3 separate regions of the Zea mays genome follow, and all the other regions are linked to region 3. Evidence: chromatin contacts called from public Hi-C data. All regions are on one chromosome and are shown on one strand. Each heading gives the region's core, a stretch centred on a gene start, on an enhancer-like site or on the middle of the called end of the contact. The rest is flanking DNA. Distances are from core to core; before and after follow the strand shown.

Region 1 (3,429 bases), core at 546-3,045, 140 kb before region 3:
GATAGCGACCGTCCTGTGCTCTGGCCATGCACGTATGTAACCTCATCTCATCTGACAAGTGACAAGCTGTACAAGGCGCGCCACGCTAGCCCCATCGCGTTGCGTCGCCGTCGGAGACGGCCAGCGCTAGCCGGCCGTGAGCCCGCCCCCGGACCTGGCTATCAGGCAGGGAACGGGACGAAGCAGGCGAGCACGCCGCTCACTGCAGCCGGACGACGTGAAAGCGCGGGCCACGTACGCTCTGCCCTCCCCCGTTTTGGAGCCAGTAGCTTTGGTACTTAGCGGGTCTCTCGTGGGTGCCTCGCGGCAACTTGCCCATGCCCGCTGGATTTCGTCCGGTTTGCTCGCGGTCCCGGTCCCGGTCCCAACTCAAGATCCGGGTTCAGGACGCATGAGGGCTCGCCGAGTGTACCCACGACCCTGGATAGATATTTACTCTAATAGAGTATGCATATATAAGCTAAATATTGTACCTATGACTTTATTATTATTGGATAAAAAACTTCACCAAACGGATAAACGGATACTACAACATTCCGCTCTCTCACCCATACCCGTTAATCCGTAGGTATAAAATACCCATTATAAACGTGGCCTAAAAACATGAACTTAGACTTCAGTCATCCATATCTCTTTTGACTATTTAACAATTTTTTGGACGATAATGTCATAAAAGGCTTAACAACTTTAATAACCATGTAATGGAACATGTAATATATTATGTGGTACTATCCTAATGTCGTTACCTTATCCAATTATCTATGGCGCCGTTGAATGGTCATTGAAAGAAACTAGAAATTATGTAATGATGTTTAGATGGATATACTTGTTCGTATAATATATGATTTTGGTAAATAGTTCATTTTTGTGGGTACGAGTGACGACTGACGACCCGACAAGTGATTCATACCCGTATGTATGGGTATAGGTAAATCTATACCCACCAACAAATATGAGTGATTTGGTGAAGCTATTTTTTTTGTCGTGAGTACGAGATATTATCCGGTGGGTATTGCCATCTCTATAGATTCGCCCCGTGTGTCACGGGCCGGCGTCCCGTAGCCGTAGGTGGCGTGGTAGGATTGGCTTGTCTGCCTCTCGTCTCCTCTCGTGTAGTCGTGTCCGTGTTTTTCTTTGTTTCCCTTTACTGGTTAGGCTACAATTGTAATAATACGACAAGAGGTACGTCGCACGTACCCGCAAGTTGGTCGTGCTGCAATATTCAAACATCCCTCGACAATTTTAAACGTAATATTGCACTACTTTGTATTTGGTCCAGACCAGTTCTTCTAATGGGCCCCTGCACTACTGGCACATATAGGAGGAGCCTCCTACTAGTACTGTGTGTAGTCTGTACTACACTCTGTATACTCTACCAGTAGCTCGTCCTTGGCTACTGCTACTAGCAACCTAAAGGTGAATAAAGAATTAATTTAATTTAAACTAAACCAGCAGTCTAACCGAGGAGGCCGGCCGGCCGGATAATCGGGAGGGAAAACTAGCTAGGCATCCACACCACGAGTCGACGACGGATCGAAGATTCAAACCGAGCAAACGGAGGAGAAAGGTAGTATGCATGCATGACTAGCTGTGCGTGCATGCGCTGCGTGCGTACGTACCATGAGTCCGTAGGCGAACATCTGCACGCCGGTGTTGCCGAGCGAGGCGGCGGCGAGCTCCAGGTTGCCGAGGTGGCCCGAGAAGATCTGCGTCGACATGGACATGAGGTAGTTGATCATGTACATCACCACCGCCGGCGCCGCCAGCCGCGTCAGCAGCGGCAGCTCGATGGCGGCCGCGCCCCACGCGCGCCGCGCCCACGGGGTCGACGCGTCCGTCAGCACGCCCTCCAGCCGCGCCGACGCGCCGTGCGCCCCGTCGTCGCCGGCCATGTCAGGCTGTTGATGATGATGTGTCGTGTGCGACTTGCTTGGAGGAGCTAATAATGATAAGGTAAGGTGGGTAGGAAACGCCTCTCGGTTCCAAAGGGCGAGCTCACAATTTATGGACCCGGCCTGCTCCGCGCTCGCGCGCGCCTCTCTGGAGTACGTGCCAGTGTGACTAGAACGTTCTGCCCCCACATCGCCCCCTACTAATGGATCCATCTAGTGCATTCTAGTCTTCGTCGTTGACGACAATTTGTGTGCCTCACATTTAAAACATTTAAATAGTAACAAAAAAGCTAAAGGTGTACATAAACAAATATTTAAACTACCGTTGGTTTGTTGACTCTAAACAAGCATGCATTCATGTATATACTCAAATAGCCGCCAGTAGAAGATATGTTTTACTACTCTATATTTAAGTGTAAACGACACTGTTATAGTCGGACCCACCCGCGCGTGCTTTTACGTCCCGTATGATTGATGAGGTTTGTGGGAGTTAAATAACATCACGTGCCATATAGAATAAATAAAGGTGAGCAAATTTTCTACGATGAAATAAGTGATGAGGTGGCAAAACTCGTGTTGGTCTTTGCTAGGTCCATCTAGTGAGGTGAACCCTACGTGCGTAGCCACTATTTTTCTGACTCTATTTTCCGGTATTTTTTTTGTCGTAGCATATATATTTTTAAATACTCTCTTTAGATAGAGTCATTTGGCGCTACACACAAAATAATAATAGCTCTAAATAGCTTTACGAGTCAACGATGAGAGCTACGCCAAACAAGATGGAAAATAAGACCTATAAAACAGTTTCAGTTTTGATGAACACCAAAAGTGGTGGATGACCTGGCCTAGGGCTCGGAGGGTCCGCGCATCTACGATCTGATTGACTCGGGTGATTATCCTATCTCGTGCGTGGTTATCCATTTAATCACGTGAGATTTATTGGCTATCGCCTAAAAACAGGTTGAGACCTCCATTTAATGGCATGGCTAAGTGTGATAAAATATTTGATGCGTTATTTAAGAATGGTAACATTAAATTGTCACATACAATTCCCCGATAGAAGAATGGAAAGAGTGTGCGTATTGTAAATGACATGACTCTTTTTTTATAATACTAATGATTGTAATGTCTTCCGTCGGCAAATACAATCAGTTATAAATGAAGGACGGTTGCGATTTCAAGAGATGAAGATCGACATGCCACCCGTCCCTGTCAGCACATTAGAGCCTGCGAGCAAAAAAGTTTTAGTTCGGCCATGCATAGCCGATAAAGACAAATGTAAAAATATCATCGTTGGTGATCCTCGCACTCTAAAAATGTCATGCAAAGTGGTTACTCGGAAGGCTTCGGACAAAAGAAAGAACAGAGACGCTGGGGGGCAAGCACGATCGGACACCTGATCATGGTCACCTATCCTACGTACGCTGGACAATCCGAGCACTAAGGTCGGACAGTCTAGGACAGGCGCAGATAGTCCGGCTATGAAGGTCGAACGGTTTGCAGATGGCCAGAAGCAGCAACAACCTCATACCATCAG
Region 2 (3,215 bases), core at 350-2,849, 200 kb before region 3:
GGTAGATGCCCAGCATGTCGTACTTGTGCGCCCCGTACGCCTGCCCGCACAGCGTCTCCACCGCGCTCCCCATGCCCAGCTGCCCATTGCGATTGCAGTTGAGTCAGTCAGTGCGAACGCGTGGCGTCAGCGAGACGGAGCGGACGTCGTCGTGACGTCTTTTTTTTTCTATTTTAATTCTCCTTTTTTCCCCCGTTATTATTATATATATCATCGAGAGGAAGAGGACGAGCTAAAAGACCATGTTATTATTCGCTCGATCGCCAGCATCTCGCCATCTCCTACGCTGTGGGGACGTGGGGTGGCGTTGGCAGCTGATACCACCATCATTTGGAGCAGAGTGGGCCGGGCCGGGCCTCATGTATCCGATCCTTTTTAGTGAGGGTTCCGCGATCCGCGTAACGAAGCAAGTGTGGGCGTGTGGCTGTGCAACGGGAACATTTCCCAGCTTCACACAGAGCATGTGGCTGTCGGCCATCCGCATCTAGCATATATCTATCTGCTCCCATACCCTGATCCTGGCTGGGGTAGCACGGAACCGTTGCTGGTGCAATAATAGTGTACTGATCAGGTCGCATCAGCACGTGGTGACGCAGTGCCAGCGACGCGTGTACTTAAGAATAGTCCTGTAGAACGAAGCTAGCTAGCTAACTAGCTAGCAGCTTGACGAGTAGTATCTATCTGTATGTGCTAATTAGATTTCCCAACAGAGATCGTACCTTAATTTTTTCTTATGGATTGGTTATGTGTAGAACAAGCATATATGTAGTACTATATTTTGTTGCACTCATTTTAAAGGTAGTACGTAGCTAGGCGATGCGACCTGTAACAATAACTAATGGTACGGCATGCATATATCACATGCATGTGGGCCCGTAACTTTATCGATCATATCTTTGCATAAGATTCAAGCCATAGCTCATTCACGATGGTGATATATAGGGAGGGTGTACGTGCAAACGTTTGAGTTCATTTTTATTGCCCGGATCTAAAGCAAAGATCAATACGACACGACGGAGGACGACAAACCAAAAACCATCACTACGTACGAACTGCGGTAACGAAGAGTCAATTAAAAAGGCGTCGGCGGCGGCGGCGGCGGGCGTACCATGAGGCCGTAGGCGAAGACCTGGATGCCGGTGTTGCCGAGCGAGGCGGCGGCGAGCTCGAGCGTGCCGAGGTGGCCCGAGAAGATCTGCGTGGACATGGACATGAGGTAGTTGATCATGTACACGAGCACGGCGGGCGCGGCCAGGCGCACCAGCAGCCGCATCTCCACCGCGGACGCCGACGCCATCCGCGTCCCCCACGGCACGGACGCGTCGCCCAGGATGCTCTCCAGCTGCCCGCTCACCACCGCCTCGCCGTGGCCCGTCGACGACGCGCCCAGCAGCGGGCTCTCCAGCTTGCTCTCGCCACCGCCGCCGGCGCTGCCCATCGTGCGTGTATATATATTACGTGTATACCAAGATGGATCTGGCCGCCGCCGCGTGTATATATATGTGCCTCGTCGTTGTGGTGTACTCTAGTCTAGATATTATATAGGCTGCAGTCCTCAGCTCGCTCGCTCAGGCCTCGGATCGGAGAGGTAGCTGCTCGATCTCGGCTTCGTGGCGCCTGCGCGTCCGTTCGCGGGCACTATATAACCCCTGCTGCGACGGACGGGGCATGGGTGGAGAGGAGAGAAGAAAGACAAGTTGGATGGAATCAGCCTGAGCATGCAGACAAAAGCGCATTCATATACGGCGTAGTAGTAGTAGTATAGTACCAGCTGCGACAACATTAACAAGAAAAAAATTATTGGCATGCTAGCTAGCTGCTTGGCGACGACTGGGCGTCACTGATGATGAGCGTCCTTTTGTTTTTGGGCATCATCTCAGCTCAAAAGGTCCCTTGTGTAGTAGGAAAATAATAATAATAAAATAAAGAAAAAAGGCTGAAAAAGGTCCCGTAGAGGTACATCGAGCACCGTTTAATTATTTGGGGCGACGTACCGCCCACGGCGAGGCACTGAGTACCCCCAATCCGTTTTAGGCTAGCCGCAGTGGTCAGCTGGAAAAGCTACGCTAAATTTTTACAGTAGACAAGCTCTGCAACGGTGCACTCTATATCTCACTCTACGCTCTCTCTCCGCCTCTTCTACGCCAAATGTAGCGCTCTGCCACTGCTCTCTCCCAGCAGACGAGGTGGGCCTAGAGAACCAGTACAGTAGCAGTAGAAGGAAGCAGTACAGCAGCCGTGTGATGGAGTTGGTATAGAGTATGGTAAAAATATGATATAATAAATGGTAGTTGGTATAGAGTAGATATATAGGGTAATTGTGACCGCGGAGAATTATTGGATAGAGTAGAGAATCTCGCTGATCAGGATAGAATATTCTTTTTAAGGTAGAGAAATAGAGTAGTATGAGTGCGGATAGCCTTAGATCTGTAGATCGTTTTAGCTACTGTATATATGTGACAATAATGGAAATATTTTTAGCATCAATAGGTTTAATTTGTAGTTAAATGCGCAGTGGTATATATATGCAACATTAAATAAGATTTGTATTTTGGTAATGTGTTTGTTTGGTAGTTTATTTTAATAATTTTTTATTAGAGCAACTCCAGTAGTTCTCTAAAAGACTTTCTAAATCAATAATTTAGGTAGTTAACATAAAAACTATTCTCCAACAGTTCTCTAAATGAACTTTCTAAATTTAACAACTTGTCATCTAACCTCATTTTCTCTCTACATTTGGCAACCATTTAACAACTCCCTAAACAAAAATGTTGACTGCATTATATAGTTTTTGTGACTTATTTTTTATGTGGATAAATACAAAACAAAATTACAACATATATTTAGAGAACTATTGGAGAACTCACATTTTTTTACTCCAAAAGTCATTTAGCAACTTCTTAAATCTGTGATTTAGAGAGCTAAAATTTACATAACTATTGGAGTTGCTCTTAGTTAGATGAAATTGATCGAGAGAGAAAACCCCCTCCCTCCATTCTATGAAGAATACCACTTTTATTTTATAATATATGTATTTACAAAAATAATATTGTTGATGTATATATTTTTTTGTAAATTTACTAGCAAACACCTGGTAGCTTCATTCTATTTTATTATTATGGACCGATGAGTATATATATATTTTTAAAAATCAAGCACACGAGAGAGATAGAGCAGTTTTCACCATGCCCTTCGTCGTGACATGCATGTACAGT
Region 3 (3,338 bases), core at 545-3,044:
TGGAAACGCTTACTGGTTGAGTGCTATGTAGGAGGCCAGGTCCTTGGAGATGGCGTACAGCTGACCGGAGGCGTGGCGGAAGTACCTGTTCCCCCACTCGCCGAATTTCCAGTACTCAGGCTCGTGGTACCTCACGCCCCTAACAGCAAGAACATGAACGTCTGCGACAACAAGAACATGAACATTTTATACGGCCGGCGACGGGACTTACTTCTGGGCTAGCACGGGGCCAGATTTCATGCAGCCAACGTAAGCTCGCGGCTTGGAGCGGTGCCTCGCCAGCGTGTTTCCAAGAGTCGCTGCAGTGCGCTTCCAAAAGAACTCGTTAGTCTACTGTGTTTGCCTTGCCGGGACCTGAACATGCATGGGATCAACGTCGACGGCACTGTTCTGTAGTCAGTCTGTACGCACCTATGTTCACATGCACGTCGTCGTCTACCTTGACGTAGTACTCCGCGTCCCACGTGGACACGGCCGCCACGAAGTACGCCTTGGTCTTCGCCGCCAGCTCCAGGTACCCTTCCACGTGGTCCTGTCAACGGTTGGAGGAGGCCATACATTACATGCACATTCCAACAAGAGCACTTCAGTTCAGTACTGAGTCGGACGACGGGATCAGTTCGTTTTACCAGCCTCATGAAGTCCCCGTGCTTCCTGTCCTCCGCGTCGATCGCTCGGTCAAGTATGCCGCCGGGAGTCGCGCTGCGTGGATGGCAGCAGAACAACAGTTTTGTTTTTGTTTTCCTTTTTCTGAATCAGTAACTAACAGCGTAGAGAGCTGTCAGGTCGTCTTTCAGTCACATATATGAACTACTCACTCACCTGTGGCCGATGACGAACCGAATGACGATGCCCTTCTCTTCCTCCATCGTCCTCCTCTTCTCGCCTGCAGTGGAACGAACCCAACCGACGGTCAGAGCAAGTTTCAGAGTGCGCAGGACGAGACTTGTTTCTGGAAAAGCACGCACAAGAGACAAGACCAACCTTGAGGCATCCATGTCGCGCGGACCGAGTCTCTCCTCTTCCGGCTGCTGAACGCGGTGTTTACGCCGACGACCATGAAGTGCTTCCGCTTCCCCGTGGGCTCGGGCACCGGGGCGCCGGCGGCGCCGTGGAGCATGGACTCCTGCGTCGCCTTCGCGGACGCTAGCTCCATCTCCAGGTTCGAGATCGTCCTGTCCAGCGTCCTGATTGATCACAGGCAAAACAGTTCGATCGGAAGTCGGAACAGATAATACAGCATATTGCTGAATGCGGATTGCTCTACGTCAAGAGCCAGGCTAGGCTAGGTTACTCACTGGATGACATCTTGAGTTCTTGGAACCTCTCCGGGAACGTCTCTTGCATCGCCGGCCTGTAACCGACCACGAGGAGAATGTTTACACTACAGACCTGTCTGTCTGCCCATGGCTCGGAGCAGAAACACTGGAAGCACAACTGCGCGGCATTCGATACGTACGCTTTTCGGAGCGCAGTCGCCGTCGACAAGGCTCATCTTCTCCACCTCCAACGTCGACCTTCTGATGATCTCCTTCGGCTCCGGCACCGTCCACATCCTGCATCAAACAAACGGTCCTTTTTACCGTCAACAAGTACAGCTCTTTTGACCATACGCAACCTCGGTGAAAGAAAAAGGCACAGGGCGCCCTGCCACGCACTGCGAGACTGTGACTGTGTTGTCGGCGGCGGGCGTCGACGGGTAGGCAGCGCTCGCCTTTCGCGCGCGGAGGCGGACCGGCTCCGCACGGGATGGGGATAAATGGTCCGCCTTACCTGCCGGCGACGCAATAACCGCCGCACCCCCCGAATCTTTTTTTTTCGCCGGCAAATAAAGGCGCGTCACGGCCGTCGTCGCCCAAGTACAGCACAGCACAGGCGCGGTCCAAGTTTTCCACGATCACCACGGGCGCGCGGGGACCCAGGGCCCTCTTCATTCCCCCTGGTTGCTGCTTTGGGCTGAGTGGAGAGGGCACGAGCACGAGCACGATACGGGCGACGGAAGTACAGTACAGCAGCGGCACTAGTTGCCCGGCAGGTACGCGACGCCCCCCCATTGACCAGGGAGGGCGAGGCACGCTGGACAGGCAGGCGCCATGAGAAGCTGGAAACTTGGAGCCGTGGGACGACGACGAACGAAGCCAAGAGCCACGGATTTTGCGTGCTACGGGGAATTGGGAGACAATAGTAGAAGGGAAGGGATACGAGATCGTGTCAACTTGACACTGAATTCGCGATCGTGGGATATGAGAACGAACGAACCGCTGAAACGGATCCAAAACACCAAACCAAGAGCCGGCCGGAGGAAGGAGGAGGAGGAATTGAAGCAGGGGGCGCAGCGCAGCGCAGGCAGCGTTACCTGTTGGTGAAGAGCAGGCCGATGCAGAAGCTGCCGAAGCAGAGGAGGAAGGTCCACTTCTTGGAGATGGAGCCTCGCAGCACCAGCTCGTCTCCTCCTCCTCCTGCAGCCGCTCCCTGCCCCCAGCCCCTGCTGCCGCTGCTCTTGTTGAAGCTCATCTTCATCGATCTCTTTCCCAATCACTCTCTGTTCCCCTCTCTCTATCTCTCTTTCTCTCTCGACGACCGACCCCAGGGGCAGCGCGGCTCTCTCTGGGCCTCAGCGCTGTCGGAGGCTCGTCAGGGCCCTACTAGCTGCTCCTCACTCGCCGAGAGCTCATGATCGCAGTCAGCCCCCCAAGAACTTGAAGGAGGCACCAAGCGATGGTCCCGGCCTCTCTCCTCCTCCTGCTCCCGCGGCAGTCGCTCTCGCTTTTGTCCAGAGCAAGTCTCTCTATCTGCCGCGGCTTTTCGTTCCTCGCCCACTCTCACCCTCTAGATTCCCGGGCTCCCGATGATGCGCAGGTCCTCCTCCTGCCGGCTGGGGCTGCTGCTGCTGCCACCACCACCACCACCACCACTGGTTGGTGCCTTTGGGGTGAAGGGGAAGCTAGGCCAGCAGGCCAAGGAGGAAGGAAGGCAGGCAGAGGCAGGCAGCCACGGACATGACGCACCAACTGCGCGTGCGCGGGCGGGAAGAGTGGGGTCTGGACTCTGGAGGAGGGAAGGGATCTCGGGCGCTCTCTCGATCGGGAGATTTATTCGGCACAGTGCCCGCGGCCACTTGATCCGTTCAGGTCATTTCCGGCCGGTTTATGTGCTGTATATAGCTCAAGTGGCACAATTAATTGGGTGTTTGCTGTGCTCTACAGTGCAGTGAGGGGAGTTTGAACTGCCTGGAGGAAATGCCGGCTTTGCCCCCCTCTCCCCGGTTGTTGGTCAAGTCAATGGCGCCATCCTCTGCCCCTGTTTGGAAGTAAGCCCTCCCATGCCATGATCCTATG

Evidence for each region. A called contact is a pair of places that touch in the nucleus more often than the background predicts.
Region 1: a Hi-C map of endosperm shows a contact between it and region 3, with 2.7 times the contacts expected there. The contact joins the promoter of LOC100274540 here to the promoter of LOC100273113 in region 3. A contact is called at or near these places in 4 of 25 Hi-C or Micro-C datasets (ear, endosperm, leaf and 1 more).
Region 2: a contact with region 3 is called in a Hi-C map of bundle sheath, with 2.4 times the contacts expected there. The contact joins the promoter of LOC100281692 here to the promoter of LOC100273113 in region 3. A contact is called at or near these places in 4 of 25 Hi-C or Micro-C datasets (bundle sheath, ear, leaf and 1 more).

Annotation. Positions count from the first base shown.
Region 1 is chr5:21,576,020-21,579,448 of Zm-B73-REFERENCE-NAM-5.0, reverse strand. It overlaps LOC100274540, which reads right to left and starts at 1,795. Exons shown (of 7, transcript NM_001148896.1): 1 at 1,620-1,795. The coding sequence starts at 1,745.
Region 2 is chr5:21,637,330-21,640,544 of Zm-B73-REFERENCE-NAM-5.0, reverse strand. It overlaps LOC100281692 (transparent testa 12 protein), which reads right to left and starts at 1,599. Exons shown (of 7, transcript NM_001371790.1): 1 at 1,109-1,599; 2 at 1-79. The coding sequence starts at 1,438.
Region 3 is chr5:21,437,971-21,441,308 of Zm-B73-REFERENCE-NAM-5.0, reverse strand. LOC100273113 (putative beta-13-galactosyltransferase 4) reads right to left here and starts at 1,794. Exons shown (of 11, transcript NM_001147562.1): 1 at 1,659-1,794; 2 at 1,460-1,556; 3 at 1,299-1,354; 4 at 985-1,187; 5 at 823-886; 6 at 630-702; 7 at 412-532; 8 at 212-299; 9 at 14-139. The coding sequence starts at 1,555.